2 separate regions of the Mus musculus genome follow, and region 2 is linked to region 1. Evidence: chromatin contacts called from public Hi-C data. All regions are on one chromosome and are shown on one strand. The core of a region is the stretch at or near the end of the contact, and the rest is flanking DNA. Distances in the headings are between cores, read along the strand shown. Region 1 has its middle 47 kb from the start of A230028O05Rik. Region 2 has its middle 23 kb from the start of Tprg.

The links. A called contact is a pair of places that touch in the nucleus more often than the background predicts.
Region 2: a Hi-C map of olfactory sensory neurons shows a contact between it and region 1, with 3 times the contacts expected there. The contact joins two enhancer-like sites. A contact is called at or near these places in 2 of 39 promoter capture datasets (liver and pre-B cells), 1 of 484 Hi-C or Micro-C datasets (olfactory sensory neurons) and 1 of 115 datasets of contacts at active chromatin or transcription factors (fibro-adipogenic progenitors).

Annotation. Positions count from the first base shown.
Region 1 is chr16:25,009,669-25,015,281 of GRCm38.p6, forward strand. No RefSeq gene overlaps it. Among named protein-coding and RNA genes, the nearest start is that of A230028O05Rik, 47 kb to the right of the region's middle. Within about 2 kb of position 2,038, at least 82 of the 459 cell types and tissues checked have an H3K27ac peak or open chromatin away from gene starts, as enhancers often do. A contact at or near this core is called in olfactory sensory neurons and pre-B cells, where this site is marked.
Region 2 is chr16:25,260,634-25,266,246 of GRCm38.p6, forward strand. No RefSeq gene overlaps it. Among named protein-coding and RNA genes, the nearest start is that of Tprg, 23 kb to the right of the region's middle. Within about 2 kb of position 3,313, at least 86 of the 459 cell types and tissues checked have an H3K27ac peak or open chromatin away from gene starts, as enhancers often do. A contact at or near this core is called in olfactory sensory neurons and pre-B cells, where this site is marked.

The DNA.
Region 1 (5,613 bases), core at 788-3,287:
ACACACACACATTCTCCCACATGTAACTTCTTTTGTAAATTAGAATAAGAACAATTAGAAAATAAACAAAACTTTCTATGTGGACCACAAAATTCTCTATTTCCATGACTTTTTCTATGCTCCTTGGCATATGTGGCAAATTCTCTAAGAATTTCAGCCTAGAATTTCCAAGGCACAAAGTAGACACCACTGTTCTCCTACTCTTTATACCTCACCCTTGTGTGTGTGTGTGTGTGTGTGTGTGTGTGTGTGTGTGTGTGTGTGTGTGTGTGTGTCTGTCTGCCTGCCTGCCTGCCTGCCTGCCTGCCTGCCTGCCTCTTTCTCCCTCCCTCTTTTCTTCTACAGAATATAACAAAACTTTCTGAACATGGCCTGAAATCTTTCAGCTTTCTTTCTAGCTTTTTTGATTCTCAAGAAAATGTTCGTGGCCAGTTGCTACAGGGTATTTGATCACACCATAAACCCTGAGATTGTCTTGTTTACTGGGAAAACCTGTTTTTAGTTGTGGTGCGGCTCAGCTTTAGCACACACCTTTAATCCAAGAGTTTTCTGCTTGAATATTGTAAATAGAATTAAATAAATTCAACCACAGATGAAGAAGCAGAGCAAGAGACCAATTTACAGGAAGTGAACATAGGATTATTAAGAAAAAAAATATAGCAAGTAAGAGGAAGTCAGGAAGATGGATAGAGAGATGCACAGGAAGTAGAAGGAAAGGTCAGCTGGATCCTTTCTCTGCCTCTCTGAGCTAACAGGCTTTCACCCCAGCATCTGGCTTCCAAGTCTTCATTGATAAAATCAAAGGATTGATATTTTGTTAAAAACAACAGCTGATGGTATGTATAATTTAATAATAAATTAATAAATATATGAAGCCCATGACAGTATTTTTTCCTGTTACATATCTTCGTACCACTGATATATGCTTTTTCATATGTAGAAAAAAACTAAACGTTATTTCCTACTTCTAAATTTCCATCTAGACTGTGTTTTATTCAGCCCCGTATATAGGACATATGAAGTTCTTGAGCTAATATGTACTGCATAGATGCATGAATGAATAAACACATGAATGAAAGACTGTCTCTGTGGGATGAGTGTTATCTCCTGTGAGGTCACTGAGCAGGAAGAAATCAATTATGCTCCTCAGGAGAAAATATGATCGGCTGGTTTACTCTTGTCCTTTGTCACCTCCACGGTGACAAAATTCTACTGCATTATTTTTCCCTTTCAGATCTTTGTTGGTTGGTATGCAAAAATATTTTCCCTGTGACCCGTGAAGAACTGTTTTATATTCTGTAAGGTAATGGGAGGAGAAGGGGTCTTTTCTGTATTGTAACAGGGCATAAGGGGTCTTGACTCATTCAAACATGGAGGAAATTGCACAACTGGAGTGGCTTCATCTGAGCCATAGTGAATGCAAACGAGTGATGTCAAGCCAACCTAAACTACCCCATTGTTCTTAGTGTGACTAAAAACTGACTAATATTACTTCCTCTGGCGTGTTTTTTTTTTTTTTTTTTTTTTTTTTTTCCTGCTTCAGCACAATGGAAAAGTTCCAGGCTGCTGTTCTACTTCACTGTCTGGACAAAATGATTTCCTCTTGTCACAGCCACTTGAGACTAAAAACAGTAGAAGTGGGAGTTGGAACTCCGAGCTCCCAAGAGTATGCTTCAGTTTAGCCCTGTGATTGTTCTGAGATATTCACCAAAACTATAAATAATAGTGAAACCCAAATAGGACCAGACTGCCTATGTGAGCTGGAGAGGGCCCTTATACTTTCCCGTTTTTATTCTGAGGCTTTCAGGATTGCTAAGACGTCAAGCCAAGGAACTGTGGTTGAATGTGGAGTCTCTCTTCTGTTCAGCAGCTGTTTCTTCAAAAACAAGTCCTCCTACCTTGGGGCTGCTAACAGTTTCCACCTCCTCCCTGTAGATTGTTCTTTGTTCTGTCCTCTGGGAGATGGCTGATGTTTGCACACTCCAAAGAGGCTCAGAGCCATGCTCTGTGTGGACTAAGTCACTGGAGACATGACTAGTGATGACTTTACTCAGAAAGAAAATGAAGTCAGCCAAACCACAGCAGCAGGGATGCCTTTCAGGCTTAGAAATGGAGGGCACCTTTCTTTCAAAGTGGTCTCATGGGAGACAGAGTGGTTTCATTCTCTCACCCCAGTGTTACTATGGATACATAACCAAAGATATGTGACCGGAGGGAATCAAGGTGGCTCAGCAGGTAAGAGTCCTTGTTTCTAAGATTGATAACCTGAGTTTAGACCACAGAGTGCACGTGGTGGAGGAAGAGAACTAGCTCCCACTCTGTTGTCCTCTCTGTCCTATGATCTCTACATGTTCCTTGTAGCACATGTGCATCCATACAATATAGATACATACATACACACATACATACATACATACACACATACATGCATACATACATACATGCATGCATGCATGCATACATGCATACATCAACTACTTCTATATATCATTGCCTCCATATGTTTCTACAGTTAAGCTTTCCTCTAAACAATAAGCTACCTCAGCTCCCCTTTGCCCTCACTGGTGGCAGTTAGGCTCAACTGTACATTGCTACTTGCATAGAAAGCTTGTAATCCTTTGGCAAAGGGGAAAAAATCTCTCTGCAAGACTTTCAGCCCTTCTCATTTTCTTGGGAAAAAGAACATTCTAGAGGAAACACACACACACACACACAGTAAAATTAACCGAAGCTCCTTAGCCCTTTGCAAGTCTGGAATTCCTTTTTCTCTCAGTGAGTCATATCTATAACATATGAGTTTCCGTTAGTTTGAGGGTCAAAGAAAAATCCAGCCCCTACAGGACTTTTCAGCTCTCTGGGAATTGGAAGGAAGGACTCATTTCATGGCAGAGATGATTGCTTTTTGCTTTTGAACTATATCTGGTGGCCCAGAAACCACAGCCATCAAATTCAGAGGCTCTGCTAAATCGTCATGATTTCAGCTACCAATTAAGTCTAATGTGCGTGAGGAGCGATGAGTCTGCGGGTGGAATAAACCACTTCTTCAATTGATTGAACTTCCAAGCAAACATGCTTTGATGACCATGGACACCCATCCCTTAGAAAGATTTCCTGAGACAATGAAGAGGAGCCAACCTCTAATTGTTAAGGACATATACCGGGGAATGTAGATATACCCAGAGATCTTGTGTTCTCTGCCAGACCTTGAGCTACCTTTTAGTTCCAGCAAGATGCCTCAGGGGACCACATAAGGGACAAGTTATGAAGAAAACTCGCTGAGTTGCTGGCAGGCTGTATATGTCCAAAGACTTAGGCCTCATCTGAGAACACAAGTAGGAGTGTGGTCTGGGAATCATCTGCTATGTTAAATTGGGACTCCAGGTTAAATAAATAGGTTCAGAGAGGGATGGCATTGACAAGAAAACCTGAGTGACAGTGCGGAAGCATGTTTGCATGAGTGATGTCATAGTAAAACTGCAGACTTTCCCACAATCTTTTCAGAAATTTGCAATGTACTTAAAAAAAAAACAGATTGTACAAATATGTATGCTCATTATGGAAAAATAGAAAGCACAAGCCAGCAAAAAGAAAGTTGTGGCTTTCTGTGATCTCATCACCTAGAGTAACAACTTCAACGGGCCAGGGTTGATATTTTGGGCTAAATCATAGTCTTACATTGGCATTTAGCAGAACGCCTGGCCTCTGCTCCCTGAGTAGCATGAATAGATTCATTCTCATTTTCTGCAACCAAAACTGTGTCACCAGACACAAAATCCATCAGGAAAAATCACTCACATTGACCACTAAAGTCTAGACATAAACAGTGATACCATGTTTTGGCTCTCACCCCGACTGGCATACAAGTGAACATATAATTTAGAGTGCAGTTGCAGCATCTTAGTTTGTTTTGTTGTTTTTTTTTTAATTTTCCCTAAACAATTTCTCAACTGCATCTGCTCTACAACACCATCTTCATGGCTCTATTTTGCTCCTGTGTAAAATGGTGCCACAGTTTACTTAACGTCTACTTGATGGACATTATTTGCAAAGACAGTATAGTAGTCAAGGATCTCTAGAGGAAGAGAAATGATAGAATGAATGAATGTATATAACCTGAGTTTAGATCCCAGAGTCCACATGGAGGAAGAAAAGAACTGGCTCCCATACATTGTTTTCGCTCTTCCACATGCTCTCTCTTCCACATGCTCACTCTGACACACATATATCCATACACACAATACACACACACACACACACACACACACACACACACACACATACACACATATGCATACATATATAGAGATGGCTGTAGTCTGGCTAGTCTAACAATGACTGTCTCCCAACAGAAAGGCCAAGAGCCCATCCAATGTTCAGTGCATGAGGCTGGATATCTCAGCTGGTCTTCAGTCTACTTTGGAGTCCTAAAGAAGCACATTCCAATACCAACAACGGAATGTCTTAGCAGGCAAGTAATCAAAAGCTTTCTTGTCCCACGTTCTTTTAAGGAGGCTGCTTCCAGAAAATATAACCCACATTTAGTATGGGTCTCCTGACCTTATAAAATGTTCCAGATTTAGGTCAGGTCTTCCTAACTCAAATGATCCAATCAAGAAAACTCACAGGTGTGCTCATCTGCTTGGGTTTTAGTTGATTCCAGATGTAGTCAAAGTGACCACCGAGTTTAGACATCATGGATGAAAATGGCATTGAAACACAGACACATATTTTTAGGGTTAATTTTATTTTATGCTTATGGATGTTTTGCCTGAATAAATGTTCATGCACTGTGTGCATGGATGGTGTCTACAGAGCCCACAAGAGGGTTTCTAATCCCTTGGAACTATAGTCACAGACAGTTTTGAGCCACCACATGAGTGCTGGGAATCAAATCCTGGTCCTCTAAAAGAGCAGTCAGTGCTCTTAATCTCTGATCCATCTCTCTAGACCCATAAAAAGAACTTCTAGTTCTCTTACATTGTGGAAGGGAGCTGAGTACAACTCATAAGGATAAGCAAGAAGATTCTCATATTGTTTCCTTTTACCTAAGAGTCACAAAAGATCCTGAGTTTGAGGTCATAAGGAATCTTGCATGAGAAGCCACAGTGACTTTATCAGGATAAGCAATCTGAGGACTATGTAGTCAGCAGATAAGAAAATTATACTTTTTCAAGTTGCTTTTATAAACAATGTTATATTGATTTCACAGTTGGAACAAATTATTAGCATATATCCTTTATTTTCTAAAGACAAAAATGTCAAAGAGAGAATCATAGAGTAGAATGGTTCTCTGAAGTCTTCTGATACATCTTACTCAAATACTGGCAAGACATCTTTACTAGTAATTTTATATTTTATCATATAATCAACAGAGATAACAGCTCTCTTCTCCTTTAGTTCACCAGCATGATGTCTACTCTTCCTATTTCTACAGGAAATAAGGCTCATTTAGATTCACAGGGTATGGAGAAGAACCAAAGCCCATATTTTTCTGCCTGTGAACCCTGTACCCTTTTTCCTGTTGATGTCATTACCTGTGTCAAAACCAGGGCATGTAGCCATCATGGTACACGGCAACCTCACTGCTCAGATGTGAAAGCTGGAACTCAATGG
Region 2 (5,613 bases), core at 2,063-4,562, 250 kb after region 1:
AAGGCATCAGGACTATACTCAGAGCATCAAGTCGCATGGAAGCTTTTCTCTCACGACAAACTCCCAAAAGCATGTGTTAGTGAGAGTTCGATTAAGCAGGCACATTGGAAAATAAAAAAATAAAAAGATCTCATCTCAATGTTTATATATACAAAAGGATTTCATGCCAATAAGAGTATTGATACATTAGTTCTGAACTCTCTTAAGGAATGAATTTGAAGTTGGAAGGAATGAAAAGGAAATAGAATTTAGATGGCCTTAGACGCCTTTGTGTAGCAATTTCCCCTCAATGAATCTAGGTGACCAGGGCACCAAAGACGTCTTTGTGTGGCTTGCTGGCTTTCCTTCTTATGACTGACATGTGGTGAGCACTGAGTGTAGGAGAGGTTCACTGAAATTCGTTCATTTATGTCAGCTACAGAACATTGATTTTCTTAATAAAGAGATGCAGTTCAGATATGCCATGAGGTCACAGCTGGGGAAGAAGGAGCTGCCAGGCTACCAGAGCTCATGAGGAAGACTTGGGACCATTTTCCACTTCCCAGCAGGCGAGTATTCAGAAAGGACAGCTGGTGCTAAGGTTAAAGGTATGAGACCTCATAATGTATTCTCCAAAGACAATGCTATTGGGTAGAATCATTGCCAGGAAGACCAAGGTTAGCTCATGATAGCCTTTCAGGGTCCTCTGAGGGGCAGGGACTCTCACTCCCTCCTGGGTGGCTTCTGAATCTGTGTGTACCAGGCTGGTACATTCACCCACTGAATACTAAGTATTGTGGGTAGATGTTCATATCCAGTGAGCTAACTGAGGGCAGAGACCATGCTGTAAATGTTGTATCTTCTTTACCTGTTCTTAGCTTGTCACAGCTTACTATCTGAGTAAGTCTTAGTGAAGAAAGGCCTCTATGTGGATCTCCCCCAAAGAATGGGTTCTAGTATGATTTATGGAGAGATTTGGGATCTTTACATTTCTCTGCATTGGCTAAATATAACATCAAGATTTACTTCTCGGGAGCTGTGTCTTCTCGCTTCTACTTCTGCAGATTTGAATGTTAATGATAATTGCTAGCACTTATTTTGTGTGTGGCACACTGGAACTCTCCTCAACACTTGCCTATCTTATCATCTAAGCTGCTTTTATAGATAAGGAAGCTTCGATTGGCAGAGGCAATGTAACCCTACCACAGGAAGGGAGTCAGGATATGACTGGGCCAGATTTTGATCCCTGGTCTATTTGACATATGCATCATACCCATTCTATGATGTATGAAACAGTGTATTTTTTGGGGGAAGGGTACTTTTTCAGAGACTTAATTTCAAGGAAGACACCTAGAGTCTCTTAGAACTAAAAGGGTTGCGTTTATTTAAGAGAAGTTAGGCTTTGTGGAATCTTACTCAAATATTAGGCTTCATACTTGAAGATGATGTTTTCTCTAATAGTGGTTTTTTTAAAGCCCATAGTTTTCTTAGTTTGGTTTCTGCTGCTGAAAATTTTAAAGGCCGACTTGGAGTGGGGAAGGAGGGCGTGTTTGCTTTATGTATCCCAAGTCACAGTCCATTGAAAGGGTTCGAGGTAGGATCCCAACACAGGAACCTGCAGGCAGAAACTGAAGCAGAAGCCATAGATAAGGGCTGCTGGCTCATTGAGCCTGTTTTCTTATGCACCCAGGACCACAAGCCTAGAGGAAGGTTCCCTAGAGTGAGCTGGGTCCATCCACAGCAACCATCAATGAAGAAAAGGCTTCCCAGACTTGCCTCCAGATCAGTCTGTTGGAGGCCCTTTCTCAACTGAGGTTTCCTCTTCTCAGATGACTCCAGCTATGTCAAACTGCCAAAAAAAATAACCAGGAGAATAGGCTTAGGGAACAACTGGTGGAGCTGGACTGTCAAGAATTATGGAGAGAGTAATAGACACTTCCCCCGTTTTCTGCATCCCGGTTACCATGCCAATAGGCAGTAGAGGGTAGAGAAGAGTGTAAGCTAGCTGTGATAGAGGAACGAGGAAGGGAAACTCTTGGCCCTTTTACTTTAGGGCTGAGAGGACTTTTGCGTGCCTCTAGAGCTGTTCGGTTGGCTTGGGCATCACTTCAGAGTCCCTTGGTTTCTGGGGCACTTCAGAGACCAGCAAACACAAAGAAGTCAGGGATTCTGGTTCTAGGCTGCTTCAAAGTTCAAGCTTAGGGCTGTCTCACTGTGCTCAACAACTAAGCTGGCAAGTCCTCAGGGAAGACACTAGCTTCACAGTATTACACATGCGCAGGGAATTGCTGGTGATTTTCACGAAAGCCTGGGATTGTTATCAATGGTAGGGTCCATCAGTGGAACGTTTATGACTTCTGTCTATCTATACCCAGAAGAATATTATTTGGTCATTAAGACTTGTTGACTTCTTAACTTTGCAGTATTGTGAATGAGTCTGGAGGGCATAGCTAAGGGAAACAAGACAGGCCCAGAAAGACAAATACCACAGGGATGACCTCACCCGTTTGAGAAATCAAAACAAGCTGATGTCATACGTGTAGACTGGGAAAGTGGTAATCAGACAGTGCAGAGAGGAGGCGAAGGAAGGGAGAGTCTGGCCTATGCCTAACTGGGTAAAAGGAAGACGGTCTGTCTGTCACTATAAGCACAACTGTATAACTATGGTGAGTATTGCTCTGTGTATTTCCAAACACCTTCCACAAGAGAAGAATTTAAGTGTTCTCACAATAAAAGATTATAAATGGCTGAGGTAATTTAGATATGATAAAATACCATACTGATTATTACACAAAATGTTCTTTTTTATTTTTAATTTTTATTTATTTATATTTTTCAAAATATTCTTATATCTAACGCCTATTGTGCCTAAAAATATGTATACCTATTACATGTCAAGCAAAAATACAATAACAACGTTTAGAAAAAAATGTCAGCACTGGATATTTGTCTGACATTTGTCAGTTGCTCGGGTCTGACAGATGGATGTGGGCAGGAAGCTCTGGGACCTCAACAGACGCTGACCATCAGTGGGTGTTGGTGACCATTCCTCCCAGTTCCTGAGAAGACGGTCACCTTGTCCTTGTGAAGATCAAACTGAAATATCTATGTTCCTGCATCATGGAATACAGTTGAGCCTAAGGGACAGAGTTGTCAGGAAAGGGAGAATACAATGGCCACCTGTTATTCTTATTCGGGGGTGTGGGAATCCGACTAGCCAGTCAAAGGTTTCTTTCTGTCTTCAGAGACACGTTTGTCTGCAAGGGCAGAGATGAAAGGCACTTGTTACAAACCCTTCTTCTCCCTCATGCTGGGAGAGAGACAAAATGTCCACCTACTGCCATCTGGTGGTCATAGTTTGCACTGCAGCTTGAGTTAGCCTCTTCACTTAGAAAAGGGTCCGCTATATAGAAAAGCAACAATGAATAAACATGGTTTCTGGCCTTGAGGAACAATCAGTCCAGTAGACTTAATTGGCATGCTAGCATTTAAAGTAAAATGTGCAAGGTGTTATCAAGACGTAGCATGGGGAAGAATACCTTTGAGTTGAGTCTTGAAGCATCCTTTGTCACTTTGTCACTTTGACAAAAAGGAGGAGGCTTGTTCTACATACAGAGCACACCCCTTTGCTAGGTTAGCACCCGACTTGTTGATAAGGGATATGGGAAAGAAGGGACAGGAACGAACTGAGACAAAGGTAGGATCAGACCCCAGGATCCTTGAAATGCCTAACCAAGGAGACAGGTCTGCTCTAGAGCATTAAGCCAGAATATAATGGGGTCAGAGTTTGCTGATAAAAGGCAGACCTCCATTGTCTGCACATAAGCTTTCCAAGTATTCATCAGTGGAAGTCATTATTTGAAATACATAGAAACATCATGGTTATGACTGAAGACAGAGTTTGTAGGTCAAAAGTCATTTCAACACCATGTCCCACATGATTGGTGCATGCCAACACTTTTTGACAGGCCAAATGGCTCAATAGAGCCACATTTAATAACCCCTGCTGCAGGAGAGGTTCTAACCTAATATGATCAACACCTTTGTGGTTTTAGAGCCCACTGTACTGTCCAGCCTACAGTAGGCTACTTATAAATCAGGTCTGAGATAGTAGTCCCCTGTTCTAGACCTGTTCTAAACATTTAGTTTCATGGTCATCCCAATTTTATTGGTCAGTTTCCAAACAGGACCTAGATCCCTCATCCCTAGCTTCTAGTTTTATTTTGTGAGAGAAAGGTTGGTATTAGCCATCTCTCTAGTCTCTACTAAGCATCTTTTGTCTGCCACCCCATGTATCAACCCACATTAGGTGTCTCCAACCTACTTGTCATCCCCAACCCACAGATTGCCTGATGCAGTTATGAGAAGCATCACCTCACATCTCACAGCGGCATTCGGTCTACGAACCACACTTTATACTCAAACTTCACTTTGTACTCAAGAACTTTCCGCTATATGGCTGCAGGACCCCGATTTGTGACAGAGTGCGGCTGGCTGCATGGCATTGCCTTCGGTGAGAAATTTCAGACCAATAATTGACCAAGCGTGAGTGGCCTCCTGATGGGCAAAGACGATTCCATTCCCCAATGCCATTTCTGGTGCCAACCGCAGATTCCCACCCACCAAGCAGTATTTCCTGTGATTCGCCCTCTTGTTCCTTGTCTTTACTCACGCTTTGCCCACTCTATCTGCACGGCAGGGTCAGTTTGCTCTCACTCTCCCACATAACTTCGCTGTTTCAAGGCTGTGTCCGGAACTGCCTCCTTCTCACCATCTGGCCACTATCTGCCATGCCTTCCCACCCGGCCCCCACCTTTCCTTGGAAGCCTTCACGCAAAGATGCTAACTCACTCAGTGACTTTTCCCACAGTGCTCAGTGTGTTCCCTGTGGCCGGATAACTACTTCCACAATGAATCTTCCTTAGGCTCATTGTTATTTCCCTGAGAGCTCCTAGACCCGACTTCTTTTATATGGCTGCTGCCAAGTTCAATAAACATTAAGCAAGTGAATATCACACTCTATAGCTAATGCTTTTGGGCTGTTCTAGCCTTCATTAAAGGAAATGGAAATGTACCACAGCCGCTTGCTTTTGATGACTAGAGGCAAGGCAGTGGAACAGGAGACTCTTACTCACTTCAGTCAGTGGCAGAACTCTTCATTTCATGCTCGCTTCCCCTCAGCAAACTCTAGAGCAAGAGAACCATGGTGCTCCCCCATGTCCTCAGCCACAGTGCATGACCAATTGTCTAATCAATGGATTGTCACTTATAAGGATCCATTTGAACATGGATGACATTTGGGATCTATAAAGATGCTTCAAAGTCAGGTGGTTACACATTTTTTTTTCCTTCCTGGAATCATTTCAAGTGGGAATCGGGGCTCCTCCCCTCTTGCTGCAGTTGCTCACCTCTCTCTGAAGCTCACTAAGGACAGATGAAGATGGGAATAGAGAGATGGAGAATGCTACGTCATCTCTAGATACCCTTGCCTGTCCCAGGGAAGTGCTGGGACTTAAGACCTCACTCATTCCATCTTGAAGAGTAAGTAAGGCTTGACTTGATTTTCTAGAAATATCCATTTCTGACAGTGCCTTGAATTTCTTTTTAATTGATTTGATCTCAAGTATTCCTTTC